Regions from separate parts of the Mus musculus genome. Here regions 2, 3, 4, 5, 6 and 7 are each linked to region 1. Evidence: chromatin contacts called from public HiCAR-type, HiChIP or PLAC-seq and promoter capture Hi-C data. All regions are on one chromosome and are shown on one strand. The core of a region is the stretch at or near the end of the contact, and the rest is flanking DNA. Distances in the headings are between cores, read along the strand shown.

Region 1 (4,218 bases), core at 907-3,406:
GTGGTAGGGGTGTCTTGGCTTCTCTTCAAAGCACCTCTGCTTTGGGGAAGAGGCCTAAGGAAGGCTGGAGGGGCCAGAGGAGGGGCTGCCTCTGTGCCTGCTGTGTGGAAGTTCCCAGCTTCTCCCCTAAGCTCAGCCAGGGCCCCTTGTTGCCTTGGAGACCACTAGTCACGTTCAAGGCCTTGGGCTGAGCAGCTAGAATTCCATGTCGTGAAGAGGAGGAAAGTTCACCTAAGCAGAGCCAGCAAAAGCGTCCTCCCTCCTACCCCCAATGGGGACGTTGAAGCCAGGACAGGACCCAAACAAAGCACCCCACCCCGACTCCAAACCTGAACCTGAAAAATCCTCTCCTGCACCTTCTTTTTCTCCGTCCCCTTTCCCTTTTCCTCATTGCTCATGATCTGCCTCCAAGGTTTTTCTGGGTTAAATAAAATCACAAATGTTTATCTTACTTTAATTTTTTTTTTTTATGATTGTGTGTGTGCGCTCACGCACGCGCGCTCTCGCTTGCGTAACCTTTGCAGGCATGCTTCTTGTGAAGGTTAGAAGGTATCAGATCCCCATCAACTGGAGTTCTGGGTGACTGTAAGCCACTACGTGGGTGCTGGGAACCGAATCCTCTATAAGAGCAGCAAGCGCTCTTAATCACAGAGACACCTCTCCAGCCCCTGGGTCTCTTGTAGCTCAGGCTGGTGTGAGCTCTCTGAAGTTGCGAGTGACCTTACCCTCCTCATCCCCCTGCCTTCAATTACTGCGATCACAAGTGTGCATCCCATGCCTGATATATGTTCTTATATTGATATTAAAGTCACTTCCTTACCTGGCCGTTGTTGTTGTTGCTTAAGCCTGATAATAGTGGCCTACGTAAAGCCTAGTAGACAGAGGCTGAGGCAGGAGGATCCCTGAAAGTTTGAGGCCACGTGGGATACATAAACTAAGAACTGAGGGTACAACATCTCTGTGATCTTAAAGGTTTTTTTATTTTTAAGAAAATTTTTTATTTAAAAAATATATTTATTTTATGTGCTTTGGTGTTTTGATGTATATCAGTGGGGGGGGGGTGTTAAATCCCCTAGAGGTGGGGTTACAGACATTTATGAGCATTATGTGGGTGCTGGGAATTGAACCCAGGTCCTCTGAAAGAGCAGCCTGTGCTTTTAACCATGGAGCCATTTCTCCAACTCCAAGAAAATATTTTACTTTAAAAACGTGTTTATCGGGCTGGGCATGGTGGCGCACGCCTTTAATCCCAGCACTTGGGAGGCAGAGGCAGGTGGATCTCTGAGTTCGAGGCCAGCCTGGTCTACAAAGTGAGTTCTAGGACAGCCAAGGCTACACAGAGAAACCCTGTCTCGAAAAACAAACAAACAAACAAACAAACAAACAAAACCCGTGTTTATCGTGTGTGAATTAATATATGTACAATCTGTGTATAGGGGTGCACATGTGGAGATTGAACAATAACTTTGTAGAATTGGTTTTATGTGGGTTCTGGGATTGAATTCAGGCTTTGGGGAAATGTTTTTACCCATTGGGTTATCTTGTGTGCCCCTTTTTGTGTGCATGAATGTCTTCTCTCTCTCTCTCTCTGTGTGTGTGTGTGTGTGTGTGTGTGTGTGTGTGTGTGTGTGTGTGTGTGTACCACGTATATGCAGTGCTCACAGAGATCAGAAGAGGGTATTGGATCCCCTGGAACTGGAAATAAACAGGGTTTTGAGCCATCGTATTGGTTCTGGGAGTCAAACCCAGGTCTTACATAAAGGTAGCCCATGCTCCTAACCATTGAGCCACCTCTAGTCCCATCCCCTTAATTTTAAACGCACGTTCATAATTGCAATAGCCTTCAAAGGATTTGAGCCATCAGCACTCGCACCTTTTGGGCTTGCACGTCTAGGATGGCAGGTTGGGGGACCCGTTGCCTTTTGGGAAGGATGATGACGTGGGTTTTGGCTGCAGCTAAGGGAAGCCCTGGCCCCATTGAGGCTCTGGGGGGCAGCCACACCTCTGTGGGGGAGGAGAGGGAGGCTGCCCTGAAGGGGAGTGGACAGCCCCGCTGCCAGTCTTCCCAGGCTTAGAGTGTAAGATGAGAAGGAGAAGGTGGGCCTCACCCAGGAGGGGAGGGCGCCCAGAAACTTCCTGCGGCTCTCAGCTCCACCACAGACTGAGCGCAAGGTCAGTTTGGAGCGGGTGGCAGACTGCCTGGGGGCGGGAGACCCTCCTCGGGGCTGGGCGGAGGCCTTTAAGCACCTCGCCATATTGAAAGGCCACGCTGAGCCGTCTTTGTCTGCAGAGTCCTCCCAAGAACTTTCAGCTATATCCTGGTGTCTGGGGCAAGGGAGAAGCGATCGGAGCTCGTGGGACCCCAACTTGGAGCCGGGACACTGGCGATTCCAGTTTGGACTGAACTTTGAGCCTCGGGAATGAGCGTGCTTCAGTTCATGTAAGCATCCTGGAAAACTGCTTGCTACAACTCCGAGGGGGTTGGGGAAGCCAACTTGGACTTGTTTCCTGAAGAGAAAATTGTAGGGAGGAGACACTCTGTGCGAGCAGAGTTGCTAGGACTGTCCACCGCCCCCTCCCCAAGACTAGCAGCCAAGTGTCTGGGCTTTTTGCCCCCACTCGAGCGTCCACGCTGGAGATCTTAAAGACTCTCGAAAAAAGCCACGTAGGGGGATGGTTCCCCTGGGGCTTCCTTCCGTCTCCCGATTGCCTGATCCTCTGGAGTGTCCCCGACGTCTGCAAAGATGTCGATCTGGACGTGTTAGTGGAGGCCTTAAGGCCTGTGGGCACCTTTAAGAAAATCGGAAAGGTGTTCCGCAAAGAAGAGGACTCCACGGTGGGGATGCTGCAGATTGGGGAGGATGTTGACTATCTGCTCATCCCCCGGGAGGTCCGCCTGGCTGGGGGCGTGTGGAGAGTCATCTCCAAGCCTGCAACGAAGGAAGCTGAGTTTCGGGAGCGGCTAATCCAGTTTTTGCAGGAGGAGGGCCGCACCCTGGAAGATGTGGCCCGTATCATCGAAAAGAGCACTCCACACCCACCCCAACCCCGCAAAAGAACCAAGGAGCTGAGAGTGAGGAGAGTCCCGCAGATGGTCACTCCTCCACTTCGGCTGGTTGTAGGTACCTATGACAGCAGCAATGGCAGCGACAGTGAGTTGAGTGACTTCGATACCTCCAAAGTCAAAGGCAACAGGAGCTCCTCCGGGAGGACCAGGAAGGTGCGCAAAATGCCGGTCAGTTACTTGGGCAGCAAATTCCTGGGCAGCGATGTGGAGAGTGAGGATGATCAGGAGCTGGTGGAGGCCTTCCTCCGCCGTGGGGAGAAGCCCAGCGCGCCTCCTCCACGACGCCGAGTCAATCTTCCAGTGCCCATGTTTGAGAACAACCTGGGGCCCCAGCCATCCAAGGCCGACAGATGGAGGGAGTATGTTAGCCAGGTGTCCTGGGGGAAGCTGAAACAGAGGGTGAAGGGCTGGGCACCCAGATCAGGCTCCGAGGTGGGCCAGACCCAGCAGGCCTCCACAGCAGCTGAGAGGGCTGGAGAAATGAGACACAGCCAAGCCAGCTCGGACGATGATAGCTCCAGAAACACAGGAGACCGGAGTGACCAGATGCTGGGTACTAGACGCTGGAAGCCCAAGATCAAGTGGGTTTCCCTGAGACGATGCAGGAAGGAGCAGGTGCCACCCTTCGCTCAGGGAACAGGCATGCCAGCTGAGGAGCACCCAGAGGCTGCAGAGAACCAGGGGGCAGAGGCTGCAGCTAACCAGAGGGCAGAGCCTCTAGCTAGTCCAAGGGCAGAGGCTGCAGCTAGTCCAAGGGCAGAGACTGCAGCTGATCCAAGAGTAGAGGCTGTTGCTAGTCCAAGAGCAGAGGCTGCAGCTAGTCCAAGGGCAGAGGCTGTAGCTGATCCAAGAGCAGAGGCTGCAGCTAGTCCAAGGGCAGAGGCTGCAGCTAGTCCAAGGACTGAGGCTGCAGCTAGTCTCAGGGCAGAGGCTGTTGCTAGTCCCAGGGCAGAGGCTGCAGCTAGTCCAAGGGCAGAGGCTGCAGCTGATCCAAGAGCAGAGGCTGCAGCTAGTCCAATAGCAGAGGCTGCTGCTAACCAGAAGGCAGAGCTTGTAGATAGTCCAAGGGCAGAGACTGCAGCTGATCCAAGAGCAGAGGCTGCAGCTAGTCCAAGGGCAGAGGCTGTAGCTGATCCAAGAGTAGAGGCTGC
Region 2 (4,218 bases), core at 1,111-3,610, 2.9 Mb after region 1:
TCCTTCTTCATCCAGGTTATTTGAGTGATAGTCACATTCTCATTAGAAGTCAGACTACAGTGCAAGGTGGTCGACCCTCCCAAGACGCCTGTCGAATTGTAGGGCACCAGCACACGTATATCCCCACCTGGGAAACCAGAGGTGTTAATTAATCCATTTAAATTAATTTATTTTAAAGATGTATTAATTTTTAGTTTATGTGTGTTAGTGTTTGCTAGCATGTATGTATGGATGTATGTATTAAAATAAGTTTAAATCCATTTTTCCTTTCGGCCCCTTCCCATCAATAACAACTCTGAGACTAGTTATTTATTATTAAATACCCAGGTCATAAGCTTTGGCTCATTCCCTGAGTAGCTCGTAATTTATTTAACCCACTTAGACTATTCTATGTCTACCATGTGGTAGGTTGCTCTCCTTCAGTGCTGGCCTGCTTCTTCCTCAGAGTCTCCTCAGTGTCTCCCTGATGTTTTACATCTGCATCCCACCCCCCTCCATTTCTCCTTTATCTCTTACTATTTCCCAGAATCCTCTCGTCCTGTCAGTGTCCCACCCCCTATTTCCTGCCCCAGCTCATTGGCCACTGGTTTTTTTATTGACAGGTGATGTTTATAAGAGATTTTTCTCTATAGGTGTTTGCACTACGGTGCCCATAGAAGCCAAAAGGGAGGGATGAAATTCCTCTGAATTTGAGATACAGAGGACTGTGAATCACCATGTGGGTGCTGAGAACCAAACCCAGGTCTTCTACAAGAGTAGCCAGTGCTCTCTCCAGCCCCTTATCTTACTTTAATAATAACAATGTTATCGTTATATCTAAATATTTATACATTATAATATAATTCAGCATACTATATTTAAATATTATTAATGTAATTAAATGTTTATATTACAAAATCTATTATAATGCACAATGATAATTTTGCCTTGTAATAATCATATAGTATTTATAATTCATTATTATTATTATTGTTATTATTATTATTATTAGTAGTAGTAGAGACACTAAACATCACCTCAGTACATTCACCAGGCTGGTCTGGAACTCAGAGATCTGCTTGCCTCTGCCTCCTAAATTCTGCGATTAAGGGTGAGCACCATCACACTGGGCTTCAGGTACCACTTACATATGCAGAAATGGAGGCATAGAAGAATTTGCTAGGGGGATCACGCAGGCATAAGACGACAAGATACGGTGGGGTTTGAATCCGAGCCATTCAATAGTCACTCTGCTAGGCCCTATGTGAGACTCTCTCCTTTAGCCCAATACACAGTAGGCCCTCAACATTAGGGAATACAGTATCAGGCATTTCTGAATACTTGAGAAGTCTGATAATGACTTCAGAGTGAAGTTCTGGGAACCCAGGACCCGTCATGGTGACCCTAGGGTACCCCTGTACGGGGCTCCACCTGTCTCTGCCTCCCCTATTGGGGTTAAAGGCATGAGCCACCACCTCCCTGTTTTGGTTTGGTTTGGTTTGGTTTTTTGGTTCCAGTCACTCTGAGCTCACTCTGAGCGCCCAGCCTGACTTGCTGCTGGTCAACCACTGAAACAATGGGAATAGCACAGGGCTCCGAATTAGGTTGTGTGAGGACCAAGGGTCTATCCTCAGCACCCTGTGTGCTCAGGGGTAGACTCCTGTGCTACAATTCCCCAGTGAGGCTTCAGTCTCCAACTCAGCGAAAGGAAAATGAACTAATAAATCAACTCTGAGTCAGTCACGATTAACTTGCTGGAGAGAGTGTGGCCACTAGGGTTAAGGTTCCTGGCATGAGTCACCCAGACTTTTTCTCAGTGTACGAGTCATTTATTTTACAATAATAAAACATCTTTTGCGCGCGTGCGTGCGTGTGTGTGCGCGCGCGCGCGCGTGTGTGTGTGTGTGTGTGCGCGTGCGCAAGCGTGCGCGAAGTGGAGCAAATCCGGTTCTCATTCCCGAGTCTAGGCTACGTTGGAACTCAAGGCAACCCTCCTACCTCATCCTCCCCTGTACTCCGGTGGCCGGTGTGAGTCACCACGCCCTATTTTCTGGAATCTCTGCTCCAGAATCCAGACCTAGGACTTTGGGCCGGGAAGAAGGGATCGGGTGGCCTGGGAGGGCCTCTCGAGGTGCGCACAGGCCGGGGCGCGGGGCGCGGGGCGCGGGGCGCGGGGCGCGGGGCTACTTACCCGCTTTCCGGAGTGCATAGCAGAACAGCAGCAGCAGCCATGACAGCGGGGAGCGGGTGGCTCGGGCGAGTTGAGCCATGTGGTTCCGGTCCGATCCAGCTCTTTGTAGTCCAGTTAGTAACGGCCAAGCGCCTTATCTCTCCGAAACCCTGAAGTCAAGTGCTGGAATCTCAGCTAAGCGGGTGCCGCCTAGGGACGGCCCATTGAGGGCGGTCCCCTGCTGGGCAGGCGCACACAGCCAAGCACGTCTGCCGGGCTGGTTGATGAGTGAACGACCCTGACGATTAGTGTTCTGTAAACCTGTCATCCCAGCACCTGAGTCGGGTGGGGAGGATGGAGGCAAGAGGATCATCAGAATTGAAAGCGGGTTTAAGGCCAGCCTGGGCCACGTGAGATCATCCCGGATTTTTTTTTTAATTAAAAATAATGGGGGGCAGGGGGCTAGGCTTCAAATGTCTTTAATCACAGCACTTTGGAAGGCAGGCAGATCTGTGAGTTCTGTGTCAGCCGGGTCCACCGTAGACAAATCCAGCCTCGTCTGAGTTACACAGTGAAACTGTTTAAAAAAAGAAATAAGGTCTCATGAAGCACATTCTAGGTCAGTGGTTCTCAATCTTCCCAGTGCGCGATACTTTTTTTCTTTGTTTGTTTTTGTTTCTGTGTGTTTGTTTTCGAGACAGGGTTTTACTGTCCTGGAACTCACTTTGTAGACAAGGCTGGCCTCGAACTCAGAAATCAGCCTGCCTCTGCCTCCCAAGTGCTGGGATTAAAGGCGTGTGCCACCATGCCCGGATTCTTTAATACAGTTCTTCATGCTGTGGTGACCCCTAATCATAAAATCATTTTCATTGCTACTTATAACTGTAATTTTGCTACTGTTATGAATCATAATGTGAATATGGGACATGTAAATATCATAATGTAAATATGACATGTGGGATATCTGATATGGTTCCCCAAAGGGGTTGAAGCTCGCAGGTTGAGAACGATTGTTCTAGACTACCCTTGAACTCCTGATCTTCCTCCCAACACCTTGGAATGCAGCAATGCCGGGCCTGTGCTCCCCAACCTTCACCTCCTCCCCCCCCAGTTCCTGCTCTCGGTTAATTCTGAATGGGAATCTGAGGGGCAAGTCTTCTGGAAATCTCTGGAGTTTCTTGAGTCCTGTGGCATTTCCACACTGAGAGCCTGTAACCATTCTGTTCCTTCTCTGACCATGCTGTCATGACTGTGGGCTTCCCCTTCTCCCAGATCTCCCCATTGCTGTGGTATAAACTGGCAGGTCACTAAACCACCTCCCACACACACCCGAAAAGGGAAAAAGTTCTGTGCCCTTCTCTCTCCCTCCCTGTTTCTGCCCTGTGAATACAGCGTCTCTAGTCCTTTCCCATAACACACACACACACACACACACACACACACACACACACACACACACACACAGAGCTTGTTAGCTTCCTGAAGTGAAAGAAAACAAACGGTGGAAAAGTCGGATTCCTGGGGAAGCTGACACCAACCTTTACATTTTTCTTATTAACTTTTTTTTTTTTTTGCTGTTCTTTAATGTCTGTTTTCAATTTTGATAGATTCTAAACTGCTATGTATGTATGTGTGTATGTATGTATGTGTATGCCTGGATGTGTATGTATGAGTTAGTGTATTTATGTAGTGTGTGTTTCTAGTATAAGTGTGCATGTGTGTGTGTATGTAGTATGTGTGTGAGTGTGCTTATGTATGTAGTGTGTATATGAGTGTGCACATATATGAAGTGTGTGTGCTTGAATATATGTGTTTGTACTGTGTGTGTATGTATGTATGTATGTATGTATGTATGTAGTATGCATGAGTGTATGCACGTGTAGTGTATATGAAGTGTATGTGAGGGTGCATGAGTGTGCCTATGTATGTAGTGTTTGCCTGATGTGTATGTGTGCAGTGTGTATGTGTGTGTGAATGAAGTTTCTGTGTATGAATGCATGCACGTGTGTAGTGTGAGTGTGCACATGATGCCTATGCATGCCTTGATACCTGTGTGAAGGTCAGGGGAC
Region 3 (4,218 bases), core at 1,029-3,528, 2.8 Mb after region 1:
CAGAAAGGAGAAAGAGCCCGGAAAGAGAGAGAAGGGAGAGATGGAAAGGGAAATGAAAAAAGAAAAAGGAGAGGGAGAGAGAAGGAATGAGGAAGTGGAGATAGGAGTAGGATGGGTTAGGAAAGGCCAAGGTCCTCTCCCCAACGTTCGAAGGGAAGGCCCAGCCCCAGGAAATCCCCCCAGGGATTCAACAGAGAAGGGACAGTCACCACAGGTCTAGGAAATAGGAAGCACTTTGGGGAGCTTGCCCAGCCTGGCTATTGGGTTGCTGGCTTTCAAAGGCTTTCAAGGGACGGGAGTGGAACCTTGGGAGAGTGTCCTTTTCGGTTTCCCCGTTCGCAGGCTGGGAAGGGGAACAAGGTTTGCTCTGGGGTTCTGTGGAATCTGCTATGAGGTACCACACGGGTGGATTCTAAGAATTCACTCAGAGGGACAGGTACAGATCTCATCTATCTGGGAGGTCAAGGCCAATGACCTCAAAGGAGGTGACGAAAGAAAAAACGAGGCCAAAAGTGACAGGCATTCTCCCTACGATCCTTCTGATCCCCGTTCTGAGCAAACTCTCCAGAAACTCCCCGCTCCCCATCCCAGAGTGTGTAGTTAGGAAGAAACAGCCAGGTCACCTGCTAGGGGCGGGGCGAGGTCAGCACACCTGTTTACACCTCACCCCATCCCCCACCCCCACCCCCTGGCCTCGCAGAGCCCCAAGTCCCCTCCAGGGCTGGGGGGTGGGGAAAGGGGAGCGAGTCTTAGAGAGGAGGCTCCTCCCATTTACCTCTCCAAGTGCTTCGAGGACAAAGGCGTGACCAAAGGAGAGATAAGGTCCCGAAACCAGGAGTTGGGACTCTTAGCGCTCCAGCCCCGCCCCGCCCCTCCCAAACTAGGTGAAAGCGATACCGGAAAACTTCCCCAGGGACGTTGCCACTCACAAGGAAAGGGGGAAGGGGAGGAAAACTGCAAACCTCCCGGGCTCTGACTCTACCTGGGACACAGCCGACTAAGTTCCCAATTTCAGGCTACGTCTTTAAGCCTTTGATTATATTTGGGGGCAGAGGGGTAAAGGTCAGAGTCCCTTGATCATTAAATTCCATTGCCTACAGCTAAATCCGAACCTGCCAAGATAGTGCCTCTGGACCCTAACTGCACCTGGACCCCAGCGAGCAGAGCTCTTTGCCCACAGTTAAACCCAAGACCCACAAGTTTGAACCCCTTTTCTCCAATTCTATCTAGACCCGGGTTAGGCTCGCCTTCTGAGATCCTGGAGGCAGAACCTCTTAATTTTCCCAGAACCCAGGGGTCAGTGTCTGTAAACTCCCTGAGGCTTGCACTCCAGACTCACACCCTTCCTGCCCCTGAGTGCCCCCAACTCTCATCATTGGTTTGCCAAGGGCTCCCAAAGACCGAACTCATCCCCCCCCCAACACACACTCGTCTTGGGAACCTCGACTGTGGGTCCCCTCGCGCCCAATTCTCCCCGGGCCTCGGATGCCCAACCCAACAAGAAGGAAAAGAAAAAAAAGGGGGGGGGGTGTCGTCCCTCCTCACCATCACGACCCTCCAGCTAGTGTGAGTGGGGGGAACATTCTCCACATTCCTGAGGGGGGAGAGCAGAGACGGAAATCCAGATTCCGGATAAGTGATCAGCACAGGATGGGGAGGATTTAACCCTTTCCACGCCGAGGGAGGTGGAGGGGGTCAGAAACCCGGGTTAGAATGGACACTTGTGATTACGCGAGGTGCAGAGAGGGAGGTTAGGAGACTCGGAGAGAGAGCCCGGTGTGTTGCGAGAATCTCGATCAGTAGGGCCAACCTAGAAGGGGGCACGAGGGAAAGGGGCCTCGGGGAGCTGGGAGTGAGGTGGGGGACGATGCCCCGTTCCCTCCCTTCTGAGGACTGACGAAGGCATCCGCGCGTTTTCACCTGTTTCCTGAAGCAGGAGCAGTAGCAGCGGCAACAACGGCAGCGTCGGTGACAATCTGGACGGCGGGAGGACTGCGGCCCGGGCCATGGGGGGCCCGGGGAGGGACTGGGCCCGGGCAGGGGGTGCCTAGGGACCACTCTTCGTGTACCGATCGGCTGGGAGGGCAGTCAGGGGTCTGAAGTGTCCGGCTCCAGGCCGGCTTCCGCCGCTCACGGCTCCCCGGATCAGTTCGTTCGGCCCAGCTTTCCCTCGCCTGGCTCTCAGGATCCGCGCCCCCCGGCCCCTCGCTTAGCTCCAGCGGGCCGGACTCATGACGTCACAGGCCCCGCCCCTCTTCGCCAAGCCGATCCTAGGGCTCAGGCTCCGCCCCTCTCAGGGCTAAGACCCCGCCCATCCCGCGTCCCACACCTGTCTGGCCCCACGATTCTATCTCCGCCTTCTCCTGGAATTAACTATTTGACCACGCCCACTCGACATGGAGCCACGCCCACACACAACCCGGGAAGACCCACTGCGCCCCCTACTGGTCACTCTAATGAGACGCGGTCACACCCCCTTCTAAACTTCCGGTCGCCTCCCACCAGGAGAAGCCATGCCTTCTCGCCCAGACCACGCCCCACTGCCCTCTGGTTAGCCTGAGTATGTGGGCTCTCATAGGGCCTCCCTTCCTGAGGCACCGCCCCTTGGTGAGGCCACACCCCTGTCCCAGCCTTTCTCCTAGTCCTGCTGCTGTGGTAGGTCGGGGTCACTTCTTAGTGGACCCCATTTCTTTCTGATCTCTGCCCTGGGTTCTCGTGTCGCCGCATCATTTCTTTCCAGATTTCTCCTCTTTCTCTACCTCTGAGTCTCCCTCCGCATCCCCATGTTTCTCTGTGGCTCTGCTCTGGTGTTTCTTTGTCTGTCCATGTGCCTATGTCACTTAGTCCCCGTGTCTCGTTGCATTCCTTTGACTGTGTGCGTCTCTCTTTGCGTCCCTGTCACTTTCTGTTTCTTGTCTCATAGTTTTTTTCTGTGTCACTCTTAATATTCCTGTCCCTGCATCTGGCCTCTGCGTCCCTCCCACCCAGTATCCTTTTTTTATATCGCAGCCTTCCGCGAGGGGGCAGCATAAACCAACCCAGCAGGCCGAACCCCGCTGGGTGGGGCTGGACCAGTCAGTCTGTCCTCTGGCCCTACCAGTCCCTTCCGGTTGTCCTTGTCCCACTTTCTCTATCTCACCAGAATCCTGTGGTCTTTGTGGCTGGTTTTGAGGCGGCCCTTTTGTCTCTTCGTAGACGCTCCACCCTCCCCACCCCCACCCGCCTTTTCACATTCCCAGGGCCGCCGAGTGGAGCTAATGAGAAGGTCCACTTGTTGGGGATGGGGGAGGGGAACAGGTACTCCGCTGCTGAAGTACCTGACAGCCAAATCCTCCCCAAGGGCCAGGCATTTGGGGGTTTCTTGTGAGAGAGCCACCTGGGCTGGGGTAGGGCCCCTTCTCCACCGGCCACATACATGAAGCCCCTCTCCCATGTGGCAAGGCCCAAGGAGTGGACCCTGGCTCTGACCAACTTGCTTTCCACTCTTGTTAATGCTCCTATTTGTTTGCTTGCTGATTATTTTGTGTGTGTGCAGGCCGTGCTGACTTCTGAAGGGCAAATAACAACTTGCTTTGAGTTGGAAGCAGCAAGTGGGTGCCGGGGCCCCAACTCACGTAGCCAAGTTTGGTGGCACAACCTTTGAAGCCATTCCACCCACCTTGGTTTTGTTTTATGAGATGGCATCTCCTGTCGTCCTGGCTAACCAGCCAGGGATTGTAGGCATGCACTGACTCCAAGTTGAGCTAGCTCTCTCCTTTCTGAGCTGTTGCCACACCCCTTTAACAACATTGTTGATAAAGGGTTTTAGCTTTGTCTGCCCACCAGGCCCTCGTGTAAGTCTTCTCCCAAGCAGTCCCCGATCAAGCCGTGGAGAAGGAAGGGGAACTGAGTCATGGGAAGGGAAAGTGGCTTGGTGCCAAAGGTCAGGGTTATGAAAAGAGGCAGGTCCACAATGGACACTATTCAAAATTCTTTTGTTGCTCACAAGAATCTTAGGAAGGGGGTCGGGTTGGTGCTGCACAACTGTAATCCCAGTACTTAGGTGGCAGAAACAGAAAGATCTCACAGAATTCCAAGCCACTGTGGTCTACAGACCCAGTTCTAATCAGCGACGATCACCACGTGAGGGTCACCGTGTGTGAAAAGTAAACTAAGGCACAGGTTCTTTCCAAACCACCGCCAGAGAAGGAGCAGTGTGAGGTTTGTTGGTGTTTATAG
Region 4 (4,218 bases), core at 1,024-3,523, 2.7 Mb after region 1:
GAGAGGGAAGAAGAGGGAAGACAGGCCAAGACTCCAAGGAAGAAGACTGGAAGCACTCACTCTAGTGGGTGAGGTTCACAGTCGAGGCCATTCTTCCAGTCAGCTGGCTCTCCAGCGCAGGTGATTCTGTCTCCATCACCCCTGCCCCCACCCCGAGAACATTTAGAAACTTCTAGAGACATTCTTGATTGTCAGGCCAGGAAAGGGTACACATGCTACTGACATAAGTATGCAAATACCATACTTATCACTGCACAGGGCAGCCCCACAGTGAGGAATTTGCCAACTCAAAGTGTCAATACCAAGGTGTTTTTAAGCTGGACAGTGGTGGCTCACAGCGGTATTCCCAGCACTTGGGAGGCAAAAGCAGGTGGATCTCAGAGTTCCAGGCCAGTCTGGGCTACAGAGTGAGTTCCAGAACTATAAAAACAAACAAGCCAGGGTATAATGGGCACACCTTTAATTCCAGCACTTGGGAGACAGAGGCAGGCAGAACTCTCTGAGTTCTAGACCAGCCAGGGCTACAAAAACGTGAGATGGCTACAAAGACAGTCTCAAAAAATTAATAAAAACGAAAAGGGGGGAGAGAAAAAGAAAAAGAACAAAGAAAGCCTAGTCTAGTCTAAAGAAAATAGTTCATGCCAGATCTTGATCTGCTTTAAAAAAAGAGAAAAAAGAAAAAGAAAAAAAAAATGTGTACTTTATCCTGAAGGCCAAAGTATGAGCATTAAAACTTTTCAAGCATAAGCTAGGATTAGAAGTAGACTGTCATCCCAGCACTTGGGAGGCTGAAGCAGAAGGGCCACCATCGGCCCTAGCTTCATAGGAAGACCCTGACCAAAGTCACAAAGCAAAGATTTAGAGCAGAGATGGGAACCAGAGAGGCTCCACATGTGACTGGAAGCTCAACAGTCTCTCACGCCACTGCCACCCAATAATCAACAGAAACTTACAGGAGCCAGTCCCAAGGACCAGAGGCTAGGACGTCCCTGCAGACCCCGCTGGTGTATTCACCACAGCAGGGATAAACCAGCAATTTCCTGAGCTGTGTGCACCCAAGGTCTGGTTGGAAATGCCAGAAAGACTCAGTCAGAAAAGGTGGGTTCTACCTCATCACTTGAGTGTATCTGTCCCCCTCCTTTGAGACCCTACAGCCCCTCATCCCGACTTCTGTCACTTCCCGAGTCTGTTTACGCTACCATCTCCTCTCCCACTCCCCTCACTGCAGGGACATGACTGGAGACATCTTTATAGCCATAAGGCTGGCCCTCTCGCCCAAGTCCTCCATTAACCACTGGGGAAATAAAGACCCAAAGGAAGAAAACTTGTCCAAGGTCACATCCAGTCAGCTACATGCACCCCTCCCAGTCGGTACTCCTCACCCCTGAGCTGCCTCCTACACGGCAGTGACATCCCAGTGGGTGGGTCGACAGCACCTTGCTTCCACTCCATCAATTCCAGCAGAAGCCTGCACGGTGCCTGAGTGAACTGCTATGCTCTGAGGTCTCAGTTTATTTGAGGTGGTAATGGGTTGGGAGGCAAACGCGCCTGGATCAATTATTTCTCTATTTATTTGATCAGCTTGGGCTAAAACAGCGCCCATCTCAGCCCAGACCACCCACAGTCAGCTTTTTCCTAGAACGGACACCAAAACTAACCTGGGTGACCTTCTACAAGCGCCTTCGTCTTGTCGTCCCTCGGATCCTTGTCTGTGAAATGGGTCGGTCGGCCTCCGCAGCCCATGCCCTCTACCCACCACAATTACCGTATTTGCCCTGAGCTTGAAAACTCTCAATTAACCAACCACTGCCCCCGATCTCGGGCACTGCGGAGCGGACCAGGAACACCAGCCCTCTCTAGAAACAGTGCTGGAGGCTGGAACCACACAGTCGAGGACCGAGTCTGCGCCCCTCCGCGCCACCCTCTCCTCCGCTCGAGCAAGGAGTCCGCTGGACGCCCGGCGCGAGCCTGCAGGAGACCCGGCGCGCAACAGGGCCGGGTTCCCGCCACCGTCCGGCCTCCTGGGCGGCCGGGCGCCGCCAGGGCCCAATATTCAAGGTCCCTCTGGGGCATGGAGCCCCCGGTGCACCGGGTTCCTCCAAAAAGGACAAGACACTCCCTGCAGGGGTGCCCCCCGCTGGGGAAGAGCCCCCTCAGGCACCTCTCGGCCTCCGTACCTGACCAGAGCTGCCTCCCCCGGCCGCCACCACGGCGCTGCCGGCCCCGTCCGCCTCCTGCGCCGCCGCCATCTTCCTGCTCCGGGTCCCCGCCCCCGCCGCCAGCCCCGCCCCGTCCCCGACGGCGCCAGCGCGATCGCGCGAGATTTTACGCTTAACCCGTCCCCACCAGGCTTCCGTATCAGAATGGAGCGCCTCAAGCCACGCCCTCTTGAAGGACCAACTAGGCCACCGTACTCGACGTCCGCCCCTTTCACCGCAATTTGGTTGTTTTGGTCTAGCAGGGAGTGACTTCTCCGAGTGCTTGAACTTTCTATAGCAGGAAATGCTCTTTTCATGGGTTCTACTTGTTACACTCGGCCAAGGTGGATGGTTATTTTTTTGATTGTATGGTCTTCCCAAGCAATTCCACCGCAGTTCGGATGGCCGTTTCTTCTCGGGTTTTACAAAGTCGATGGTTTCGGAGCTTTTCCGGCCACCGTAGCGATTCGCTAGAGCCACGCCCCTCTTGAAGAGAAAACCCCTCTCTGGCTGCGGATTTTCGACCTAAGGGGTGGTCATTACTTTGTTCTTTTCGCTTCTGATGCGATTTCCTTGTCTTAAGCTTTCGTCATCAACCCTCGGAGACTGTAGTTCATCCTTAGGCCGTATCTGCTTTCTTACGGACACCACACCTGGAAATGGGACCCTAGTCACTTTTTTCAAATAAAGACTCGTTTATTTGTTTTATGTACACGAGCACTGTATCTTTATGTCAGCAGAGGGCATCAGATCACCTTATAGATGGTTGTGAGCCACCGTGTGGTTGCTCGGAAGTAAACTCGGGACCTCTGGAAGAGCAGATATGCTCTTAGCCGCTGAGCCACCTTCATCCCGGACCTTAGCCGCTTTTAGGCCGCTTAGTTTAGCACTCGTCTTCCATTAGGGGTCTGTGCTTTCTTGCAAACCTCGAATCTTTAAACACAAAGACAGGATCTCATTCTGTAGCCCAGGCCGGCCTCAACTCCTGATCCTCCTGCCTCAGCCTCCAGAATACTGGGATTAAAACATAACATACATGAGAGTAATAATCCTATTTTCTCCTTTTGTTTGTTCGTTTTGATGGGTAAAGGGAAAGGTCTTGAAATGAAGCCCTGGCTGTGGCAAGCATAGAACTTGCGGCATCTTCTAGCCTCATCCTCAGGAGTGCTAGGAGTGCTATCGGGGATTACAGGTTATGTCTCAGCACATTAAACAAGTGAGAGACCAATTCCTTTGGGTTCAGACTCCATCTCAGAGAATCTGACTTAAGATTGAACTCAAGTAAACTAACAGGCCGGTACCTAGCACTAGTTCTAGGCTACACCGCAACAAGAGCTTGAATAAAAAGATCCTAATGCAATTGCTTTGGATTTGGCTCCTTGGTGGTCTTTTTGGGGTTCACGAACGTTTGTTTCATGGCACAGCACAAGAACACCATGATTTTACATTAGATACAAAATCTCTCAAATTGTTAGCTACAAAGTTAGTGAATTATATCAGTTACAAAAAGTTCTCAAATTTTATAGTAACTAAAAAGTCAAAGATTGTTAGACCACAATCAAGGACTGGGAGTGTTGGTGCTCGACTTTAGTCTCAGCACTGAGAAGGCAGAAGCCAGTGAATCTCTAACTTCACCTGTTTCAATAAGCAATTATAAGATACCCAACAGGAAGACTGAGAACTGAACACTGATCCTCTGGAAACAAGCCCCCTTAATTGGTGAGAGTGTCTATATCCCTACTAAAACACTCTTTAAAAAAAAATAGCCGGGTGTGCTGGCTCACACCTTTAATCCCAGCACTTGAGAGGCAGAGGCAGGCAGATTTCTGAGTTCGAGGCCAGCCTGGTCTACAAAGTGAGTTCCAGGACAGCCAGGGCTATACAGAGAAACCCTGACTCAAAAAAAAAAAAAAATTCATTATTTTATGTCTTCATGTATGGATGTGCACCATATATGTGCCTAGTGTCCTTGAAAGCCAGAAGAGGGCGCCAGGTCCCTGGAGCTGGAGTTACAGACTAT
Region 5 (4,218 bases), core at 639-3,138, 2.6 Mb after region 1:
GTTATCAAACAAGAGAGGGGACAGGTCAGATACCACTGATGAGTCTTGATGGCGCTACTGCTAGATGCCAAGTCAAGCTGCAAGAATGGCTGAGTTGTTCTGGGCACTGGGAACACATTGATGGAGGAGCAGAGAATGTTCCAGAGGCCTGACTCCTGAAATGTTCAGAGAGCTAGAGAGTCTTTTGTCTTTGACACCAGTGCACCGGGACTGCACCAGACACAGCAGACTGAGGCAAACAGAAGCCCTCACGTTTACACCAACCACTATGCTGAAGAAATGACTATGGCTGAGCATGGTAACAACACACACCTGTAAACACAGGCAGGAAGAGTATGAGTCTGAGGCCTGCCTAGGTTACCTAAAAAGACCATCTACCTAACAAGAGACGGGGTAAGGGCAGCTCAGGTGGTGCACTGCACGGCCCAGACTTCTATCTCCAACACCATAGAAAAATGGCCACAGTGGAAGGGGGTGTGGGGGAAGACGACTAGGATTGTGAGGAAAAAGAGCTCTTGCCTTGACACACCTCCAAGCCCAGGGCCCTTCCCTCTGGAGCCCGCCCGCCCCACACTCAAGTCTGCTCACTCACAATCTTCTCATAGTACTCCCGACGCCGCTCCGCCCTCTTCTTGTAGTCCACCATCATGCCTCGAAGTTTCCGCTCATGCTTCCGAGCCTCGTGCCACATGGTGCTGAGGCTTCTGCCTGAGGGAGGAGGGCACCAGACATGTCAAAGGGACTATAAAGACCACGTGGGTAGAGTTACAGTCCTCTGACATGTTGGGGTTGATCCTGATGGACTAAATTCCAAGTCCCATGGCTTCAGGGGAGAGAGAGACCCTGCTGCAGACCAGGACGCTGAGTGCACAAAAGGACTCCTAACAGTCCTGTGGCAGTAGCTCCAGAACTATGAGAAAGCTCTCTGTGACCTAGGTAAGATCTTCTCCTGGGAAAAAAAATCCTCCTAGATTCTGCTCGCTAAAGTCCATATGAAAGACTATAGAGTAGATAGCCTTTGGAAGGCTGATGCAGAACTGTCTTGAGTTCAAGGCCAGCCTTGGTTACACTGTCCAGTGTAACCTAAATATGGAGATCCTACTTTAATTAAAAAAAAAATGGCTGGGAGTGATGGTGCATGCCTTGAATCTCAGCAGTGGGAAGGCAGGACAGGCAGATGTCTGAGTATGGAGCCAGCCTGGTTTATGTACTAAGTTCCAGGCTAGCCAAGGCTACATAGTGAGATGCTGTCTGGAAAAATAAAAATGGAATTTTTGAAATAAAAGGAATGTCTGAAACCGATCCGTAGCTGCCAGGGCTGGGCTCACAAGAACCCCTAAGATCCCTCTGCAGGAACCATGCATGGTACGGGAGGGGGGTGCAGCAGTGTTGTAAGGTAGGTTAGTGGAGAGAGGCAACAGCACAGCCCAGACACGCTTGGGGAGGGGGGTGAGGCCAGGTGAAGGGCGTGGACAGAGGATGAAGATGGTCAGGCGGCTGAGCTCTAAAGGAGGGACGTGAAGCCGGCCAGGCAGGCTAAAAAGAGAGAGTGCGGCCCTGGGCCGGAGCGATGGGTGAAAGACAGGGACGGAGCTGCGTCTGGGGACCAGGGTCCGTGCCGAACCCCAAAGCCCGGATTCGGGCCTGAGGAGGGGCGAGGGGCGCAGCCTGAGGCCTGTCAGGGCGGAAGCAGGCGGGGCCGCCGTCGGGGCCCGGCGGACACCCACGGTGATCTCCGGAGCGCCTCGGACAAGGATGAGGTCGACTGCCACCGCTCGGAAGCCGGGAGGTCGGGGTCGGATGCCTGCACTCACCGGCCAGTCGCCGCCTCCCACTGCTGCGCTCGCGCGCGCTCACGACCCACACCGGAAGCGGAAGTGAGAGGTTGAGCGAAGGAGAGAGGCGGCGCTGCACAAAAGGCACTTCCGCGGTCGAGAGGAAGGGCTCTGGGATGTGGGCGTGGCTCTCGCGATTATGGGCGGGGCCTGCAGGGTGGCACCATCTGGGACCTGTCCTAAAAGTGAGAGCTTAAGTAGAGGAACCCAGAATTCCAGACACGTTTTGTTGTTGTTTTTAAAGATTTATTTCTTTTAGGGGCTGGAGTGGTGACAATCGATTGAGAACTGGAAGCTCTCGCCAAGGTCCTGAGTTTAATTGCCCGCACTCACATAGGGCTCACAACCAGTCTCTTTTTTTTTTTTTTTTTTTTTAAAGATTTATTTATTTATTATATGTAAGTACACTGTAGCTGTCTTCAGACATTCCAGAAGAGGGAGTCAGATCTCATTACAGATGGTTGTGAGCCACCATGTGGTTGCTGGGATTTGAACTCTGGACCTTCGGAAGAGCAGTCGGGTGCTCTTACCCACTGAGCCATCTCACCAGCCCAACAACCAGTCTCTTAACTGTAGTCCTATGGGATCCAGTGCCCTATTCTGATGTGCATACATGCCGAGAAAACACCCATATGCATAAAATACAAAAATAGAAAAGTCTTTTTAAAAGATTTATATTGCCGGACAGTGGTGGCACACGCCTTTTAATCCCAGCACTTGGGAGGCAGAGGCAGGTAGATTTCTGAGTTCGAGGCCAGCCTGGTCTACAAAGTGAGTTCCAGGACAGCCAGGGCTACACAGAGAAACCCTGTCTCGGAAAAAAAATATTATGTGTATGCCTGAAGGTGTATGTTTCTCTGAGATGTATACACACACATATATATTATATAATTTTATTTAATCCTATATGTACATATATATGTATACATATATGTACGTGTATATGTATATATAAATATATATGTATACACACAGACATATATGTGGGATTAATAAAAATTATCTGTAGGTTGTGTTCAGTTAATTCAACAATAGCAGGCTAGGAACAGAAAGGCCAAGAACTCAGTAGATCAGTAGATGCTCGGGCTACAAGGCTGGATGCCTCAGCTGGTCTTCAGTATACACTAGAACCACAGAGAAGGCTCTAACGCCAGTGAAGGAATGGACTTGCTAGCAAGACGATGGCAAGCAGGCAAATACCTAAAGCTTCCTTCTTCCACATCCCTATATACAATCCAGCAGAAATCGTGGCCCAGATTAGAGCTGGATTAAAAGTGTGTCTTCCCATCTCAAGATCCAGATTAGAAATTGAGCTTCCAGGGGCTGGAGAAATGGCTCGGCGGTTAAGAGCACTGACTCTTCTTCTGGAGGTCCTGAGTTCAATTCCCAGCAACCACATGGTGGCTCACAACCATCTGTAATGGAATCCAATGCCTTTTTCTGGTATGTCTGAAGACAGCGACAGTGTACTCACATACATAAAATAAATAAAATCTTTTTTAAAAAGTAAGTGGATCTTCCTACTTCAATTTAAGCAAAAATCTCTCACATGCATGCCCCCCCCCCCATTTTTGGGTTTTAGTTCCAGATGTAGCCAGGTTGACAACCAAGAATAGCCATCACACATCGTGAGCTCCTATGTAGATGCTGCTATTGAACCCAGGTCCTCTGGAAGAGCAGCAATAACTCTTAACCACTGAGCCATCAGGCCAACCTCTCAACTACAAATGTTTTGTTCCAAACAAACCTAGAGTTTCCTAGGTAAAGAAGAAAGAAGACCCCCAAAGGCTCAAAAAACTAATTTTTATTGGGAAAACTGAACAATCCACTGCCTTCTTCAGGATTAGGGGAGAAGGCTGGGGACCTGCTCCCTCCTCCCCTATGTACAATCTCTGAGAATCTGTCCTGAGAAGGGGTCCATCTGCAGGAGCCCCTTTTCCTCTTCGGACTCAGCATTCTGTAAAATGGGCTCAAAGAGAACCGGAGTGCTCCCCATCTTCCCACCAGCGCTGCAGATGTCCGATTCAGGATGAGGAAGCTGGAAGACTGATCAAGGTTGGCTTCGGAATGGAGTGCTATACCACATACCTCACCCAGTGCCTCCTCTGTTACCTCAGAGGCTACGTGGCTTCAGGCCCTGGAGATAGGAGGCCACCCCCGAAAGCTGCCTCTCGGTACTGGTTGGGAAACATGTTGCTGCCCACAAGGCTAGCAGTACCAACATCCCCGGGGCCCGGCGCTGCAAAAGAGTCCAGTGATAGGGGCTCTGGGCCAGAAGACTCCACAACGGTGGCCCCTGCACCCCCGCTACCCACCACAGCACTGGCAAGTGGTGGTGCTGGGGGCAGCAGGTCCAACATAGTGAAGAGCGTGGGGGCAGAAG
Region 6 (4,218 bases), core at 1,048-3,547, 2.2 Mb after region 1:
GGGATTAAAGGCGTGAGCCGCCACTGTTTGGCTTATTTTTAAGTGTAATCACGTATGTGCAATGTGTGTGCATGAGACCCAAAAGTCCAAAGGTGTGGGATCTTTATGGAGTTAGGTACCTAATATGGATGCTGGGAGTTAAACTCGGGTCCTCTGGAAGAGCAGCAAGTGCTCTTAGCCACTGAGCCATTTCTGTAGGTCCTGGTATGTCTCTCTCTCCTCCTTCCTGGGCTCCATCCATACTAGCCTTCTCCTTGCTAAGGACTAAGCCAAACTCTATCTTGGGACCTTTTATTTTTATTTTTTATTATTTTTATATTTTTATATATATATTTTTTTTTGCCCAGAAACCATTCAGCTTTGGGTATAAATACTTCTTCCCTTTTTTCTTCTTTTTTTCCTTTTTAAAAATATTTGTTTGTTTAATGTATGTAAGTATACTGTTGCTATCTTCAGACACACCAGAAGAGGGCATCCAATCCCATTACAGATGGTTGTGAGCCACCATGTGGTTGCTGGGAATTGAACTCAGGACCTCTGGACTATTGGTATGTCTGAAGACAGCTACTGTGTACTCATATAACATAAATAAATCTTTTAAAAAACAAAAGAACAAGAACAAATCAGGAACAAGCATATTTTCTGAAATTGGGCCTTGTGGTATATGCCTATTAATCCCAGTACCAGAGGGTTTGGAGCAGGAATATTAGAAACTCATCAGACACCATTCTCTTAGCTATGTAATGAGTTGGAGGCCAGCCTCAGGTACATGAGACCTATATCAAAACAAACCATAGGTAGACTAGGAGTGAAGCTAATGTTTTCCCAGTACTTGGAAGGCTGAGGCAGAAGGATCACAAGTCTGAGGCAACTTGGGCTACTTAGTTTTTTGCTAGACTGGACAACAGAGAGGAATACATCAAAAAACAAAACAAAACAAACAAACAAAAACCCAGAGCCAGAGGTCTGGCTGTGGTGACACTTAACTCCAGCAGTCCTGAGGCAGAGGCAGGAGGCTCTACTGAGTTGGAGACTAGTCTGGACTATATATCAAGTTCCAGGACAGCCAAGGTTACATAGTGAGACCCAATCTTTAAAAAGAAAGAAAGGAAGGAAGAAAGAAAAGAAGAGAGAAAGAGAGAAGAGAAGAGAAGAGAAGAGAAGAGAAGAGAAGAGAAAAAGAGAAGAAGAAGAAGAAGAAGAAGAAGAAGAAGAAGAAGAAGAAGAAGAAGAAGAAGAAGAAGAAGAAGAAGAAGAAGAAGAAGAAGAAGAAGAAGAAAAAAAAACTAACATAGGTAGGGATGGAGTCACTGGCCTGTAACTCCAGATTTTGGGAAATGGAGACAGAGCATGAAGGTAAGGAGTTCAAAACTGGCCTAGGCTATATAAGACCCTGATTCAAACAACAACAAAAAACCCAGGTATGGCAGAGCGGGCGCAGGGTAGGGTGTGGGCTGGGCTGGACTATAGAGTAATGTCTTCACTCAAAAATACAAGACAACAAAACAAAGCAAAATGAACCCCGTGGTCTGGGTCATGACTTGGGAAAGGCGGCCCCATCTTTAAATCCATTGTCAGTTTCTGTACCCCCTCCTTCCCTCCTAGTTCCCCAGTTTCCGAGCCTGCTCTGACTGACACCGCCAGCTGGTCCCGGGTTTCACAACTGGGTCTCTGTCAAAATACGGACTGGATAACGCCTTCCTGAGAGAGGAGGATTGTAGGAGCTAATAGCTTCTGTGGATGAAGTGGATTGGAAGGTTAGGGCGGGGCTAATGACTTGAGGGCGGGCTCTAAATTCTGAGGGCGGGGCTAACTCTACTAGAGCGTCTGGTCCAAGGTTCCAGTCCTGAGATGTTCAAGGGGGTGTGGCTATTTGCTCTAGGGGCGGGATTAGAACTTTTGTTGTTTCTAGATTTAGGGGGTGGAGCTAAGAGCCCTGGGGGCGTGTCTAGCTCTAATAAACAAGGAGCGGGGATCCGGCTAGGATACAGGCGCAGGTTATAGAATAACCTGTCATATTTAAGGTTTCAATGTCAAGTTCTGGTCGTGCGAGGGGACTTATGGGAAATCAGATAAAAGATTTAGAGGAGGCTTTCGGGAATAGGAGTGTCTTCTTTCACCCCATCCTCCTTCCAGAGCTGAGGGGCGACGCTTCAGGATGAAAAGCAGGAAGGACCCTGCCCCTTCAAACCCGTCCGCATCCTTATTGGCGGAGGAGCCTGCGCGACAGACTCTCATTGGTTCCTAACGGGAGAGGAGGGTGTAGAGAGAATACACTCAGGTTTGTGGGAGGGACCAGACAGTACCTAGGGGGACCCCGACGCAGCCAATCCTGACCTGAAGACTGTTGCGGGGGTTGGGGGAACGGACAGAGCAGTCTCTCGACACCCTTACAGGGCATCCTAGGGGATGACCCCTGTGCCAGGCTCAGAGCCGGCCGCCTGATGCTGGGTGGGCCGTGCTGGGGATGCTGGAACGAAGGGCGTTGCTATGGCAACGGGAGGCAGGGCCTGGGGGGGGGACCGGGCCCGAGCTGGGGCTGCGGGGGCCGGCGGTGGCTGTGGTGGGGCAATGGCGGAGCGCGGCCCGGCCTTCTGCGGCCTCTACGACACGTCCTCTCTGCTGCAATACTGCAACGGTGAGAGCCCCCTTCCTAGTTCAGACCCTGGCCCCGCCCAGGGTGGACCTACCTCCTCCTGCCCCAACCCTTTTCTTCCAAGTCCTTATCTCCTCCCTTGTGAGAGATTCTCCCTTTCTCCTCATCAACAGGATTCTGACCCCAAAACAAGGTCCTTTATCCCCAAAGTCACGATCCTGCTCCCCCTATCCCAACAAACACCTGCTCCGAAGGTGTCCAGACAGAGGGAAGGGTAAAGATCGTAGAGGAGCCTGTGAGGGAGAGGGCAGACCTGGGGTTGGGGTAGGGAGTCAGCTCGATGTGGAACTCTTTCTGCCCCCTACCTCCTCAGCCCCTTCCCCGGGACCCTTCCCTGTCTTTGGGCATAGCAGGGGGAAATGCTGAATTGAGGGCTGGGCTTGGGAATAGTAAAACAGCAGAAGACTTTCTGTACACTGCACTGTCTTCAGCTTTGCCTCTGCCCCCTCTCCCCACCCCAGGTAGAATCCTCTTCTCCCCTAGACAAATGTGTATGGCGCCAGTAGGGCCATTTTAGTACGAGGGGAGCTGGGCTGGAGGAGTGGAGAGGTAAAGAGACGCGGAGAGTGGACACTGGTCTCTAGGCCAGGAAAACGTCCAGGAGGAAGCCAAGAGCTTGAGTCATGGGGTGGGACCATCAGGCCAAGCAAGGCCTCAGATGAAAGCTGACGACCGTTCAGGGTCAATGTGCCCCCATGTCAATCAGGGGGCCTTGCCAAAGGATCATCTCAGAGTTTGGAGGTCACTCCCTTGGGCACACAAACACTTTGCTAGGGACCCCTAGAGTTGGCAAAGGAACTAGAATGTTATTTAATCCCCCATCTACCTTCTAAAGGTTAAGGACCACAGGGTGTCTCAGGCTAGGCCAAGTATGGGTTCTGGTCCTGAAAGAAAAGCTGTGTCCGAATCAAGTGGCTGGGATCTTCTGGATGACAGTCCTTGATGAGGCCTCTACAGCCATCAGAGTAGAGGGTGGGGGTGGGATAGCTGCCATATTTATTGGTTCATCTTATTTTGGATTTATTAAGCTCATATCATGATGTGGGAAACATGTTAAGTGTGGGGCCTAGCTCTTGTATTTCCAACGGTAACATTATTTACCGGAGGTAGAAAAGGGCTCAAAATAAGGTGGGTTGCTGGCTCCCCTACCCCCTACTGGCTGTGCAGTCCTTGGCTTATCTCTAAACTCCCTGACACCGTCTTCTTCACAGGACCCTGGGACTTCCCGATAGAGGTCTCAAGTCTCTGCAATCTTCTCCCTCCGACCTCGAGAGCCCCCCTCCCCCCTCCTTCTGCAGGTCCAGACACCGAACCTGCGGAGCACTGGGTGGGTGGGGGTAGAGGACGGGGTGGCAGGACAAGGCAGGCGATTGGATCACGGAGGGAGAGGGAGGGGGTGGAACAGGAGGCTGCAGTGCGTGAGTCCAGCGGGCAGGCGCGGCTGGCTTAGTGACGGACACAGGACTCGGGATGGCAAGTGAGACCTCCGAGCCCGCTAGCTGTTCCTGCTACCATCTTTACTTGACACGGGCTGGAAGCCAGGGTCTCCTAGATTGTCTCAG
Region 7 (4,218 bases), core at 632-3,131, 2.1 Mb after region 1:
AGCCTGGATTCCCTCAAACACAAAGTCTACCCTCAAACCGGTCTCGAGCTCTGGGGTCCCTCTCCATCCGACCTAGAGCTCCCTAGGGGGTCACGGCCGCAGGGTGTGACTCTGACGACTCCTCACCATCTCCCCGCTACCTCAAGCCAGCTAGAGCCAGGGCGTCTGCCGCCCCACACCCGTTGGTCACCAGCACTCACCTCAAGATTTGCAATATGGCGTTAAGCCTCGACTTCTGCTTTGGCACTGGGCTCACGCTTCGACAGTCTGAAGGCTCCGGCAGCGGCTCGCGCGGCTCCCGCGGCTCGCGGGGTCCCAGGGATGCAGACCGCGTGCCTCCCGACGCGCAGACCGAGCGAAGAATGGCAGGGCGCGAGGCTGTGGCGCGAAGGCACCAGAGCGCCTGAGGCGAGGCCACGCCCCCTCCACGTTCCCGCCACGCGGTGCCAGGCACGAGCAGAGGAGCGTTGGAAAAGGGCAGTGCGGCGAGTGCGCACGCGCACCCGGGGCAGGGCACGGGCCACAGCTCCGACACGTGCTCCCGCTCCCGCGCTCGCAGCATCAGCCAATCAGCTCTTGCTCCATTACCCGCCCTTTCCTCAGGCCACGCCCTCTGTTTTGCCCCGCCCCCTGACCTATTTACCTCAGACCCCAGCAGGATTTGCCAGGTGTCCGCAAGCGCGAGGTGTCTGTACTCCCCCTGCTGGCCCTCCTGTGTCCCCATCCGACCCTTTCGCTTTAGGGCGCATCTGCTTAAAGACCACTGTGTGTCAAGTACCTTGTTCAGGCGGCTAACTTCGCCACCTTTCCCTGAAACGAGGCTTTGTAGACCCCATGGAAATGCCAGTTCCTGTAGCTGCAAACAAAGTAACCTTTAGTGTCTGAGTGTGGATCCAGTCTTGCTATATAGCCCAGGCTTGCCTACTACTTGTAACCGTTTTGTCTCAGGTCTGTCTGGAACGCAAGGAATGCACTACCTTGTAACTCAGGTTACAAACTACACAATTTATTTTTAAAAAGCATTTTAGTTTTAACTAGGTATACATGTTGGGGGGGTGGGGGGGAGGAATACTGCACGCAGGTGTCCCCAGATGCCAGAGGCATCAGATGCCCCTAGAGCTGGAGTTTTAGACAGGGGCTTCTAGGGGCATCTTCAGGGGCAAATGCAAATTCTCTGCAAGAGCGATGTCTTCCTAACCTCTGAGTAGTCTTTCCAGCTTCATCTTTATTTTTTGACACAGCGTCTCATACCCTTGACCAGGCTAGTCTCAAACTCACAGAGGTACACTAACCTCGGCGTCCAAAATGGTGCGATTAAAAGTGTGTGCCACCACGGCAGATTCAAACCGTACATTTTGGAAATGCTGCCAAGATTCCTGCCCTTCTGGAGGCTCTGTTCTACCTGTGATGTGAACATAGTGCCTGGGCTTTTCCTCACTTCGATATCTTGTTTTCTTTATTTGCCAATTAGGAGGTGGTGGTAGGCAAGTGTGGGGAGTGAGATGAAGGTGAGAAATGGGAGAGAAAGTTTGGGAAAACTCATATATTATTAATTATTTGTCAACTAACATGATAAATCAATAAAGTTGTTCTTCCTAAACTCTTCATCCCTCGCTAACGTCCCTTTGAAGTAGCCTCGATTCTCTTTTCAAGGGCCTCGGGCCAAAATGGAGGCGGCTGGACTCTATTTCCCAGATACCCTCGCGGGAGAATTTTCTGCGCCTGCGTATTTTAGTGTGCCCTTAGCCTCCTGGTAATTAGAGTTTCTGTCTCTCAGCCCGCCTAGTTTGTTTCCTACTCCACCTCCAAGTTACCGTATTGCATCTTGGGAGCTGTAGTCCATGGCCGCCCGTACTCTAATTCCCAGTGGGCTTCGGGGCCAGAACCCGGAAGGGGAGGCTGGAGAGGAGCGAGTGGGGGAAACCCGCGTAGTCGGGAGAGCTGCAGCGCGGGGAGATGGTGAGAGCCCCAAGCTGGGTCCTGCGGGTGCTTGAGAGTATGAGCGGGGTGTTCAGGACTTGGGTTCGAGAGGAAGCAAACTGAGGCTAAAGAAAGGGCTGGGTGTGGGGAGATCACTGTGGGTGGGGATTGAGAGGAACGGGAGCCCGAGGAAGTAGAAGAATGGGGGCTAGGGAGGGGTCTTGGAGGTGGAGAGAGTCGAGCTTTGGAATCAGCTATCAAGGGGATTGGGAGCTGGAGGAGTGAGGCGCGGAGTTGGAGTCCTGGCTGAATAGATCAGAGACCCTGAGTGGGTAATTTCGAGGGAGGTTAGTTAGCCTGGTTATATGGAAAGGCATAGGAGTCCGGGATAAATGAGTGAAGGGAGAGGCTAACCACGGATGCATTGGGTTGGGTTGCGGGATTGCGAGGTGGGGCGGCAAGGCCAGTTGAAGAGATGGGAGGTAGAAGTCATCGATGGTCCAGGTTAGCTTCTAGGACCAGGAGGCGTTGTAGGGTGCGTGAGTTAGGAGCGTGGCTGTCAATATCGTGTCTTAATCTAACCAAAAACTACCAATAAACTGGACAGCCACAGAACTCTGGGTTGATATGACCAGATGGGGTCCATAGAGACAACCTTTAGCACCCTTCTAGCCCCGGTCGTATCTAGATATAGTGGTTTGTGTGGGCAGTCCAGCTTTCAGGTTCCTTATTCTCTTTTGTGACCTGCACAGGTCTCTCTGTAACCCTCTTGTGACCTTATATGTATGGTGAGAACAAGCAGGCCATTCTGAAGATAGCTAAAGGGAGGTTCCATAAAAATTGATATTTTTGTTAGGAAAGTTAAGTCCCAGCGTCAAAGCTGTTGGTGGAAAGCTCCCGTCCCAGGAATGTTGACTGGATTCAAGTTGTTAAAAGATTTCCTATTCTTCAGTCCAGCCCCCCAGACATTTTCTCAAAACCTGACAATAGCCTATGTACACCACAGTTTATGCAGGGGACACCCCCGTCCCCAGCCCTACCCCTTTATTGCTAGCATCTTTTTCTAAGAAATGCCCAGGTTCGGTTTCAGCTGTGTGTGTATTAACTCACTGGATTCAGGCGGTGCCTTAAGTGTAGATCTTCATTTCACAGGAAGCAAGTAGAGGCACGGAGAGTTTAAGCAATCTTCTCCATGTCAGCCAACATTAAATGGTAAATGTACAATTGCAATTTGGGTCAGAATCTGCTTTGGTGGAGACACCCGGCCAGAACAACTGTCAGATAGGATTTAAGTCTTTTCTGTGACCTGAGCTTGGAAATCTGTCCAGCTATTAAATGAGATCCATAACCTTGGTAGGCTAGAGAGTTTAGGGAGATAATGTTTGGAAAGTGCTTAGACTAAGTGCATATAGTACACATGTGTTGTCTTGGGACTTGCTGTGTAGCTCAGGCTGGCCTCTTAACTCTTGAACTTCCCGCCTCAGGAGCCAGAGTGCTGAGGTTTATCACTACTGGTGCCCAGATATTATTTGTTGTTGTTTTGAGACAGGGACTCAACTAAAAACTGTGTAGCTGAGGGTGGCCTTGAACTTCTGATCCTCCTGTCTCCATATCCTGATTTCAGGGATTATAGATGTGCACTACCATGCCTGGTTTATGCTGTACTGGGGATCAAACTCGGGGTGTTGTGCATGCTAGGCAAGCGATCTACCAGCTAAACTACATCACTGGGTCATGTTTTTGTTTCTGAAGTGAATGGGCAAAACCAGATAAAGGAGGTAGGAGAGGACCCAGTGAGGGGGCACGGGACGTGCTGTCCCTTGCTCTCAAGTTGCCTCCCCCTTTCTCCTGAGTTTTCTAGTTCTATCTTTCCTGTCCTCCCCATTCCTGAGTTCCTAAGTCTAAGCAAAACTCCTAGGAAGGTGCTCAGAAACTTAATCTGTCTCCAGCCAAATATTAATAATTCACTTGTCCCAGTCTGGCCCATTGCCCAAGTCTTCCAGTGAGTTAGAAATACTGCCGCTGGCAAGTGAGTTGGGGTTTTGTTTGGTTATTTTGACTTTTGGTTTTCTTGATGTTGTTGTGGTATGTGTGTATAAGTGTACCCTCTAACATTTTGGTCAGGGCAGGCAGGGGACGTCTTCTCTGGGAAGTTTAGCAACTTTGTAATTCACTTTGAAACAATTTGGTCTTAGTATATAATTGGCATGGGGTTCTTCTTGTGGGTTCTTCTTGAGGCAGTGGAGGAGGGAGAGGGTCAGCAGAGGGTAAGACTGTGTAGGATTCCGGGGTAAGACT

What was found. Promoter capture Hi-C pulls out the DNA fragments that hold promoters and counts their contacts. HiCAR-type assays count read pairs that join an accessible place to other places. HiChIP or PLAC-seq counts read pairs in DNA pulled down with a chosen protein or histone mark.
Region 2: a promoter capture Hi-C map of embryonic stem cells shows a contact between it and region 1, with 7 times the contacts expected there. The contact joins the promoter of Pvr here to the promoter of Ccdc8 in region 1. A contact is called at or near these places in 2 of 39 promoter capture datasets (embryonic stem cells and liver) and 1 of 9 other capture datasets (liver).
Region 3: a HiCAR-type map of astrocytes shows a contact between it and region 1, with 4 times the contacts expected there. The contact joins the promoter of Nectin2 here to the promoter of Ccdc8 in region 1. A contact is called at or near these places in 2 of 115 datasets of contacts at active chromatin or transcription factors (astrocytes and embryonic forebrain).
Region 4: a HiCAR-type map of astrocytes shows a contact between it and region 1, with 4 times the contacts expected there. The contact joins the promoter of Clptm1 here to the promoter of Ccdc8 in region 1. A contact is called at or near these places in 1 of 39 promoter capture datasets (hippocampal neurons) and 2 of 115 datasets of contacts at active chromatin or transcription factors (astrocytes and embryonic forebrain).
Region 5: a contact with region 1 is called in an H3K27ac HiChIP or PLAC-seq map of embryonic stem cells, with 8 times the contacts expected there. The contact joins the promoter of Clasrp here to the promoter of Ccdc8 in region 1. A contact is called at or near these places in 1 of 39 promoter capture datasets (cranial neural crest) and 1 of 115 datasets of contacts at active chromatin or transcription factors (embryonic stem cells).
Region 6: an H3K4me3 HiChIP or PLAC-seq map of embryonic stem cells shows a contact between it and region 1, with 15 times the contacts expected there. The contact joins the promoter of Eml2 here to the promoter of Ccdc8 in region 1. A contact is called at or near these places in 1 of 39 promoter capture datasets (embryonic stem cells) and 1 of 115 datasets of contacts at active chromatin or transcription factors (embryonic stem cells).
Region 7: an H3K27ac HiChIP or PLAC-seq map of embryonic stem cells shows a contact between it and region 1, with 11 times the contacts expected there. The contact joins the promoter of Fbxo46 here to the promoter of Ccdc8 in region 1. A contact is called at or near these places in 1 of 39 promoter capture datasets (embryonic stem cells), 1 of 115 datasets of contacts at active chromatin or transcription factors (embryonic stem cells) and 1 of 9 other capture datasets (embryonic stem cells).

Annotation. Positions count from the first base shown.
Region 1 is chr7:16,991,746-16,995,963 of GRCm38.p6, forward strand. Ccdc8 (coiled-coil domain containing 8) reads left to right here and starts at 2,157. Exons shown (of 1, transcript NM_001101535.2): 1 at 2,157-4,218. The coding sequence starts at 2,843.
Region 2 is chr7:19,918,783-19,923,000 of GRCm38.p6, forward strand. It overlaps Pvr (poliovirus receptor), which reads right to left and starts at 2,361. Exons shown (of 8, transcript NM_027514.2): 1 at 2,171-2,361; 2 at 1-127. The coding sequence starts at 2,249.
Region 3 is chr7:19,747,295-19,751,512 of GRCm38.p6, forward strand. Nectin2 (nectin cell adhesion molecule 2) reads right to left here and starts at 2,279. Exons shown (of 9, transcript NM_008990.3): 1 at 1,921-2,279. The coding sequence starts at 2,008. Gm34744 (a long non-coding RNA gene) reads left to right here and starts at 2,276. Exons shown (of 3, transcript XR_881878.3): 1 at 2,276-2,655.
Region 4 is chr7:19,662,757-19,666,974 of GRCm38.p6, forward strand. It overlaps Clptm1 (cleft lip and palate associated transmembrane protein 1), which reads right to left and starts at 2,274. Exons shown (of 14, transcript NM_019649.2): 1 at 2,178-2,274. The coding sequence starts at 2,249.
Region 5 is chr7:19,602,598-19,606,815 of GRCm38.p6, forward strand. It overlaps Clasrp (CLK4-associating serine/arginine rich protein), which reads right to left and starts at 1,889. Exons shown (of 21, transcript NM_016680.5): 1 at 1,815-1,889; 2 at 593-708. The coding sequence starts at 691. Relb (avian reticuloendotheliosis viral (v-rel) oncogene related B) reads right to left here. Exons shown (of 12, transcript NM_009046.2): 12 at 3,625-4,218. The coding sequence ends at 3,956.
Region 6 is chr7:19,174,124-19,178,341 of GRCm38.p6, forward strand. Eml2 (echinoderm microtubule associated protein like 2) reads left to right here and starts at 2,298. Exons shown (of 22, transcript NM_001347582.1): 1 at 2,298-2,638. The coding sequence starts at 2,491.
Region 7 is chr7:19,117,978-19,122,195 of GRCm38.p6, forward strand. Fbxo46 (F-box protein 46) reads left to right here and starts at 1,882. Exons shown (of 2, transcript NM_175530.3): 1 at 1,882-1,959. Bhmg1 (basic helix-loop-helix and HMG-box containing 1) reads right to left here and starts at 367. Exons shown (of 13, transcript NM_001370811.1): 1 at 201-367.